Regions from separate parts of the Mus musculus genome. Here region 2 is linked to region 1. A link is a contact called in public promoter capture Hi-C data. All regions are on one chromosome and are shown on one strand. Each heading gives the region's core, a stretch centred on a gene start, on an enhancer-like site or on the middle of the called end of the contact. The rest is flanking DNA. Distances are from core to core; before and after follow the strand shown. Region 1 overlaps Enam (enamelin). Region 2 holds the start of Utp3 (UTP3 small subunit processome component).

Evidence for each region. Promoter capture Hi-C pulls out the DNA fragments that hold promoters and counts their contacts.
Region 2: a promoter capture Hi-C map of pre-B cells shows a contact between it and region 1. The contact joins the promoter of Utp3 here to the enhancer-like site in region 1. A contact is called at or near these places in 3 of 39 promoter capture datasets (the C10 cell line, liver and pre-B cells), 4 of 15 datasets of contacts at CTCF or cohesin (CD8 T cells, the G1E-ER4 cell line, large pre-B cells and 1 more), 33 of 484 Hi-C or Micro-C datasets (the AML12 cell line, B cells, the Ba/F3 cell line and 23 more), 4 of 115 datasets of contacts at active chromatin or transcription factors (the SCID.adh cell line, embryonic stem cells and large pre-B cells) and 2 of 9 other capture datasets (adipose tissue and liver).

Annotation. Positions count from the first base shown.
Region 1 is chr5:88,498,657-88,502,709 of GRCm38.p6, forward strand. It overlaps Enam (enamelin), which reads left to right. Exons shown (of 10, transcript NM_017468.3): 9 at 1-10; 10 at 2,803-4,053. Among named protein-coding and RNA genes, the nearest start is that of Enam, 13 kb to the left of the region's middle. Within about 2 kb of position 1,410, at least 35 of the 459 cell types and tissues checked have an H3K27ac peak or open chromatin away from gene starts, as enhancers often do. A contact at or near this core is called in CD8 T cells, the SCID.adh cell line, Th1 cells and 3 more, where this site is marked.
Region 2 is chr5:88,551,893-88,555,951 of GRCm38.p6, forward strand. It overlaps Utp3 (UTP3 small subunit processome component), which reads left to right and starts at 2,570. Exons shown (of 1, transcript NM_023054.2): 1 at 2,570-4,059. The coding sequence starts at 2,722.

The DNA of each region.
Region 1 (4,053 bases), core at 160-2,659:
TGAAGAAGGAGTAAGTACGAGTGGCTCTGTCACCCTGGTTAAGAACTATAGTCTATCAGCTGCTATCATTTAACCCAATGCCACAAGAACTTAAAACCATCGCTAAAAACGTCTTTAACTCGAGCTCTCAAGTTTTTTTTTTTTAAGTGAAATAAAATCAAGCCAGTAGTGTGACTAAGTGTGATGCAGTGCTGGTTGTGGCAGCACCGGCCTAGTCTCAGCACAGCAGGCAGCTGCGTGGCTTTGTCCCTAAACCCAGCACCACTTCCATGGTGCATAATCCCTCTACATGGATTGAAAGACTGTACACAGATTTGCTGTGGAAACTATTAGCTTCTTTGCAAACCTGATAGTGAACCCTAGAAAGTGAAACACACAGAAAGAAATTAAGATCATCTTAGAATATTCTCTTCACAGGAAACTACATTATTGTCTAAATATCTCATTGAATAAATACTGAAATCCAGAGAACATAAATTAATATCCAATTTTTCCTCTTGGGTTACAGGATAAACTGGACCAAACCCAAGTCTTATGATACGATACCATTTTTACTATATTCCAGGAAAGTAATCAAGTATGCCCAGTATGCCAATTCTTAGTATGTCAGCAAATAAACTGTTCTCGTGGTCCACCCTGGACTTGGCTTACTCTTTACCTCTAGCTATGTGGCATGCACTCCGTGAAGGCAGAAATGTACACCTTTGCCGGAGGAGGAAGGAGCAAGGTATCACTAAAGTAATGGTGGTGAAATATTATTTCAATAATATCACGGGACGTTTAAAATACTATATCACTATAAAATACCCACGTAAGAGTGTCTCAGGCCATTGTATACAATACCCTTACTTAGAAACTAGAACTTCAGATTTTCATAAAATTTAGCAAGTAAAACAGAGTAATTCAGACATAAACATAGGCTTAAATCTGTGTCCTATCTCTTGGGAAAACTAAGGCTGGGGATATAGCTCAGTAGTAGAAGACTTAACTACCATGCCTATGTTTAATCACCAGCACAGGGGAAAAATTAAATAACCAAATGATACACACGTCTAAAAAAATCACATAGGTTGTTAATTTAATTCAAAATTATTAAGTATTTCCCACTGGTCTAGAAAACTAGAATAGCAAGACAATATTTTTACTTGAAAGCTTCCCATGGAGATGTCAAGTGGGAGGAGCCCAGTGAAATAAGCAAGTCAAACCTGCTGCGCTGGTAACCACAGCCGAAGGCTGCAGACATGAGCAGCAGAGCCTGAGTCCAGCACTGTTCCAGGAGCCAGGTGCACCTGGCTGTGGCACTCAAGCTGCATCTTGAAGTCAAGTGTGCTGGGAGGGCTGAGGGTGTAGGTGGGAAACAGTTAGATAGGGAGAGGCCATGTGCAAAGACTCAAGAGAATTAACAGCGGAGGCAATTTGCAACCACATCAAAGTTTAAGGAAGAGGAACTAAGGTTAAAGGTCATGGCCATGACTCAGATGATTGTAAAAGTTTTAAAATGTTTAGTTCAATATGTAGCATTTATTAGAAACAAAATTCCAGATATGAAGATCTAGAGAAAGATATAGATATATTCTCATTTGACTCTCAGGACAAATTGTATGGTTTTTACTATCCTATTATTATTGTCTCCATATTACAATTGAATAATGTGAATTTAGCCAACAGTTATAGCCCTAAAAGTTGTAGAAAGTCCTGCATTGCACATGTATATAGCACCAAGGCATTCTGCTTTCTGTTATGCTAAAGAATTTATAGTTTATCCTTTAAGGGAAAGGCAATTCTGAACACATATTTAAAGAGAAAAATGTTTCCATTCCCAGAAACAGACCCCTAGTGTCTCCTACTCTGATGGAAATCATAAAGTAAAGTAAGATTACACATACAGTGGTCACTGAGAAAGCAATGTCAATAGTTTGGGAGTGGTAGGCAAAAAAAAGACAGGGCAAGGCTGAAAGTTCAGATAGAACGTTTGGACTTGGTAATTAACTGTCTGGGGAAATAAGATAGAAAGCAGAAGCTGGGGCAACTGGGTTTGAGATTAGAAAATGCTCCTTAGATGCAGGATAATGACGTTTATGGGGAGATGAACCCAGTTCTGGGTGCATTCAGTTGGAAGAGTCTGGAGCCTTACTCATTGGACCTTCGGCAAGAACTGTAGGACAGGCTTTTGCCTTTGTGAAATAAAAGCATGTATCCATATTTGAAGTTCAGGCTCAGCAACATAGGAGAGTAAAATGAGAGCACAGAAATGAGGAGAAAAGGGGATGGAATCAAAAACAAAAACTATTAATCATGATGTTGCCCTGCCTGTAATCCTGGCACTCTGAAGGCAAAGACAGGAGGATCCCTGCAAGTTTTGCACGACACTGATCCACATAGCAAGTTACAGGCCAGCCAGGGTTATATGGCAAAGCTCTATTTCAAAAATAAATAACTAGATACAATATCAAGAATTATAACAGTTAACTTGGACACTGTAGCTCACATGTGTAACCTCAGCACTCAGGGGCTCAAGCATGGGGGTTTTCACACATTCAAAGCCTAAGCAATAGTCTCATACTGTGAGATCCTAGATCAAAAAGCATTTTAACCCTAAGGTTCAGGATGTGGGCCTAAAGGCTAGAGAGACTACTCAGCACCAAAGGGTAGAACAGAGGCCTCGAACATCTAGAGGAGAGTGTAGGCTGTCATGGTATGAGAAGCCTGTGGAGGAACTTTCCCAGTTACACTAAGCAATTCCAAGCAACACCATGGAAGCAAGCAAAGAATGATTCTCCTTTCCTGTCTTCTTTCCTATAGAATCCTTACTATGCATTTTTTGGATATCACGGCTTTGGGGGTCGTCCTTATTACTCAGAAGAGATGTTTGAAGATTATGAAAAACCCAAAGAAAAAGACCCTCCTAAACCAGAGGACCCACCTCCAGATGACCCACCCCCAGAGGCCTCTACAAACTCAACTGTGCCTGATGCTAATGCCACTCAATCAATTCCTGAAGGCGGAAATGACACTAGCCCAATAGGAAACACAGGCCCTGGGCCGAACGCTGGGAACAATCCTACAGTTCAAAACGGTGTCTTCCCTCCCCCTAAAGTTAATGTTTCAGGCCAGGGAGTACCAAAAAGCCAAATTCCGTGGAGACCAAGTCAGCCAAATATTTATGAGAATTATCCTTACCCAAATTATCCTTCAGAAAGACAATGGCAAACCACTGGTACCCAGGGGCCTAGACAGAATGGACCTGGCTACCGAAATCCACAAGTTGAAAGGGGTCCTCAGTGGAATTCCTTTGCTTGGGAAGGCAAACAAGCTACTCGTCCAGGAAACCCAACTTACGGTAAACCTCCCTCTCCTACCTCCGGGGTTAATTATGCAGGAAATCCAGTCCATTTCGGAAGAAACCTGCCAGGGCCAAATAAACCCTTTGTGGGAGCCAATCCGGCCTCAAATAAACCCTTTGTGGGAGCCAATCCGGCCTCAAACAAACCCTTTGTGGGAGCTAATCCGGCCTCAAACAAACCCTTTGTGGGAGCCAATCCGGCCTCAAATAAACCCTTTGTGGGAGCCAATCCGGCCTCAAATAAACCCTATGTGGGAGCCAATCCGGCCTCAAACAAACCCTTTATAGGAGCCAATCCGGCTGCAAACAAACCATCTATAGGAACCAATCCAGCCGCAAACAAACCATCTATAGGAACCAATCCAGCTGCAAATAAACCCTTTGTGAGAAACAATGTAGGTGCAAATAAACCCTTTGTGGGAACCAATCCCTCCTCAAACCAACCATTTCTGAGAAGCAATCAGGCCTCAAATAAACCATTTATGAGAAGCAATCAGGCCTCAAATAAACCATTTGTGGGCACCAATGTGGCCTCAGTGGGTCCTAAACAGGTCACTGTTAGCCACAATATGAAAACTCAAAATCCAAAAGAAAAGTCACTAGGTCAAAAAGAAAGAACAGTCACTCCTACCAAAGATGCAAGCAACCCCTGGAGAAGTGCTAAACAATATGGAATTAACAATCCAAACTATAATTTGCCTCGCTCTGAG
Region 2 (4,059 bases), core at 1,320-3,819, 54 kb after region 1:
AGAACTGAACAAAGAATTCTCACCTGAGGAATACCGAATGGCAGAGAAGCACCTGAAAAAATGTTCAACATCCTTAATCATCAGGGAAATGCAAATCAAAACAACCCTGAGATTCCACCTCACACCAGTGAGAATGGCTAAGATCAAAAATTCAGGTGACAGCAGATGCTGGCGAGGATGTGGAGAAAGAGGAACACTCCTCCATTGTTGGTGGGATTGCAGGCTTGTACAACCACTCTGGAAATCAGTCTGGCGGTTCCTCAGAAAATTGGACATAGTACTACCGGAGGATCCAGCAATACCTCTCCTGGGCATATATCCAGAAGAAGCCCCAACTGGTAAGAAGGACACATGCTCCACTATGTTCATAGCAGCCTTATTTATAATAGCCAGAAACTGGAAAGAACCCAGATGCCCCTCAACAGAGGAATGGATACAGAAAATGTGGTACATCTACACAATGGAGTACTACTCAGCTATTAAAAAGAATGAATTTATGAAATTCCTAGCCAAATGGATGGACCTGGAGAGCATCATCCTGAGTGAGGTAACACAATCACAAAGGAACTCACACAATATGTACTCACTGATAAGTGGATACTAGCCCAAAACCTAGGATACCCACGATATAAGATACAATTTCCTAAACACATGAAACTCAAGAAAAATGAAGACTGAAGTGTGGACACTATGCCCCTCCTTAGAAGTGGGAACAAAACACCCATGGAAGGAGTTACAGAAACAAAGTTTGGAGCTGAGATGAAAGGATGGACCATGTAGAGACTGCCATATCCAGGGATCCACCCCATAATCAGCATCCAAACGCTGACACCATTGCATATACTAGCAAGATTTTATCGAAAGGACCCAGATGTAGCTGTCTCTTGTGAGACTATGCCGGGGCCTAGCAAACACAGAAGTGGATGCTCACAGTCAGCTAATGGATGGTTCACAGGGCTCCCAATGGAGGAGCTAGAGAAAGTACCCAAGGAGCTAAAGGGATCTTCAACCCTATAGGTGGAACAACATTATGAACTAACCAGTACCCCTGAGCTCTTGACTCTAGCTGCATATGTATCAAAAGATGGCCTAGTCGGCCATCACTGGAAAGAGAGGCCCATTGGACACGCAGACTTTGTGTGCCCCGGTACAGGGGAACGCCAGGGCCAAAGGGGGGGAGTGGGTGGGTAGGGGAGTGGGGGTGGGTGGGTAAGGGGGACTTTTGGTATAGCATTGGAAATGTAAATGAGCTAAATACCTAATAAAAAATGGAAAAAAAAAAAAAAGAAAAAAAAGACAAGACCCCATGTGGTATGCATAATCACGACTTTGTATATCCTTTTAAATAAGGAAGCTGACATAAAAGGTCATACATTTGAGATAGCTTAGGTGGTAGCCCTGTCTACTAAGCTTGACACCAGTTCGATTCTCTTAGACCCATATGTCACTTCTCCCATTTGACTGAGTTTTCTGTTTGGTGTACCCGTGCGCCCTCCTAAACCACAAGGTCTCCTATTTTGGCCTTTATCTCTTTTCCTTTTCCTCTTCTTCCTCTTCCCTCCTCTTTCCTCCTCCCCACTTCTTCTCCCCTTCTCCCTCTCTCCCCTCTCCCTCTTCTTTCTCTTCTCCTCCCCTCCCTTGTTAAATCTATTTTGCTCATTTCCTTCCTTCATTCTCCTCTCTCCTCTCCCCTCCCTCCCTTGTTAAATCTATTTTGCTCATTTCCTTCCTTTATTCTCCCCTCCCCTCCCCCCCCCCATCTCTGCCTAAAACGCTGCCACGGAAGTTTGGTGCTTGATCAATGTTGAAGAACACAACAATGAATAATCATTAAATGTTGCAACCCAATTCTATACATAGGAGGCTGTCCGCGGCTGACAGCCTCACAGTTTTCCAGAACGTCTAGAAAAGCGAAGCTATTCCAGTAGAAGGACACCGCGCGTCTTTTACTCTTCCCGGTTACATCGTCCCCAAAAAACCCCGAAGTCCTCTCTCGGGTCGCCTAAAAGCAGAGACTCGCCGCGCGGGGCCCGGAAACGCGGCGCCTACGGTAGCAACTCCCAGGCAAAAACAGAGAAAAGCACCAATCCGGGAGGCTGAGGCTGACAACATGGCGAGTCCCGGCTTCAGAAGTCAAGACAGACAAAAAACAAAACTAAACAAAACACAAACAAAACCCTGACTAACTTCCACTCTGGCAAACGGAGAACACGAAACCGTGAGCTGGGCAACTATCTAGCGTGGCCCAGTGGGCGCCCTGCCGACGCGTGGGAACGTAGATGCCCCGCGCCCTCTGTCGGCCGCGGGCTGTCTCGCGGCGTCCCTGGCGGGATTCCGGCTTCACGCCGGAAGTCACCAGAGAGAGAGAGAGCTCGGAAGTAGCCACAAAAGGATCCGCGGAACGGAAATATCCTTGGCCTAGCGTTCCTACCCGGAAGTTTTCATTCGCCGGAACCGACTGGTTTTTAAAAAGACACGGCGGCGGGATTACGCTGGGGGGGGGGGGGGGAGCGGAAGTTTAGGCGCGCGCGCTGCGCGGAGAGCACCCTGGGAGCGGAAGGAAACAGGCCTTTCCCAGACTCTCTGCTCCGGTGGTCACCGACTTGGGTTCGCGGAGCGTGCTGGTGCTGAAAGCCTCCGCTTGCCGGCATCATTCTGGGCGGAGGTCAGAAGTGGCGGAAATCGCGGCGTCGCTTGGGAACCCGGGACCGCTGGTGAGCCATGGTGAAGAAATCACGGCGGCGTGGAGCGGCTCAGTGGGCCGCCGTGCGGGCCCAGGCAGGTCTCACCGCCACGGACGAAAATGAGGACGACTTGGGGTTGCCGCCCTCTCCAGGGGACTCCAGCTACTACCAAGACCAGGTAGATGAGTTCCATGAAGCGCGATCTCGGGCAGTCCTGGCCAAGGGCTGGAACGAAGTCGAGAGTGGGGAGGAGGATGGCGATGAGGAGGAAGAGGTGCTACCTCTAGATATTGATGATGGAGATGACGAAGATGGAGAGAGTTCGGAGGAGGAGGAGGTTGGAGAGGATGATGACGGCGGAAGCTCCGTGCAGAGTGAGGCTGAGGCCTCTGTGGACCCTAGCTTGTCCTGGGGTCAGAGAAAAAAGCTTTATTACGATACGGACTATGGTTCCAAATCCCGAGGCCGTCAGAGTCAGCAAGAAGTAGAAGAGGAGGAAAGAGAAGAAGAGGAGGAGGCACAGATAATTCAGCGGCGCTTGGCCCAAGCCCTGCAAGAGGATGATTTTGGAGTCGCTTGGGTGGAGGCCTTTGCAAAGCCGGTGCCCCAGGTAGACGAAGCTGAGACAAGGGTTGTGAAGGATTTGGCTAAAGTCTCGGTAAAAGAGAAGCTGAAAATGTTGAAGAAAGAATCACCAGAGCTCTTAGAGCTCATAGAAGACCTCCAAGCCAAGTTGACAGAGGTGAAGGATGAGTTAGAACCCTTGTTACAGTTGGTGGAGAAAGGGGTCATTCCAACTGGAAGAGGAAGCGAATACCTGAAGACTAAGTATAATCTCTACTTGAACTATTGCGCCAACATTAGCTTTTATTTGATCTTAAAAGCCCGGAGAGTCCCTGCACATGGACATCCTGTTATAGAAAGGCTTGTTACCTACAGAAATCTGATCAACAAGCTGTCGGTTGTGGATCAGAAACTGTCCTCTGAAATCCGTCACCTCCTCACAGCCAAGGATGGTGCTGTAAAGAAAGAAATGACTCCAAAAGCAAAATTAACCAAAACCAAGCCCAAGTCTGTAAAGCAGGCTGCTGCTGTTGCCCTGACTGATGAGCCTGATTTTGATGGGGCTGCTCTCAAGTACTATAAGGAAATGGAAGACAGGCAAGAGTTGAAGAGAAAGAAGGAAGAAAACAGTGCTGAAGAACAGGCTCTCGAAGAACAAAATGCAAAGAGAGCCATTACCTACCAGATTGCTAAAAATAGGGGACTTACACCCAGGAGAAAGAAGATTGATAGAAATCCCAGAGTGAAACATAGGGAAAAGTTCAGAAAAGCCAAAATCCGACGACGAGGCCAGGTTCGTGAAGTTCGCAGA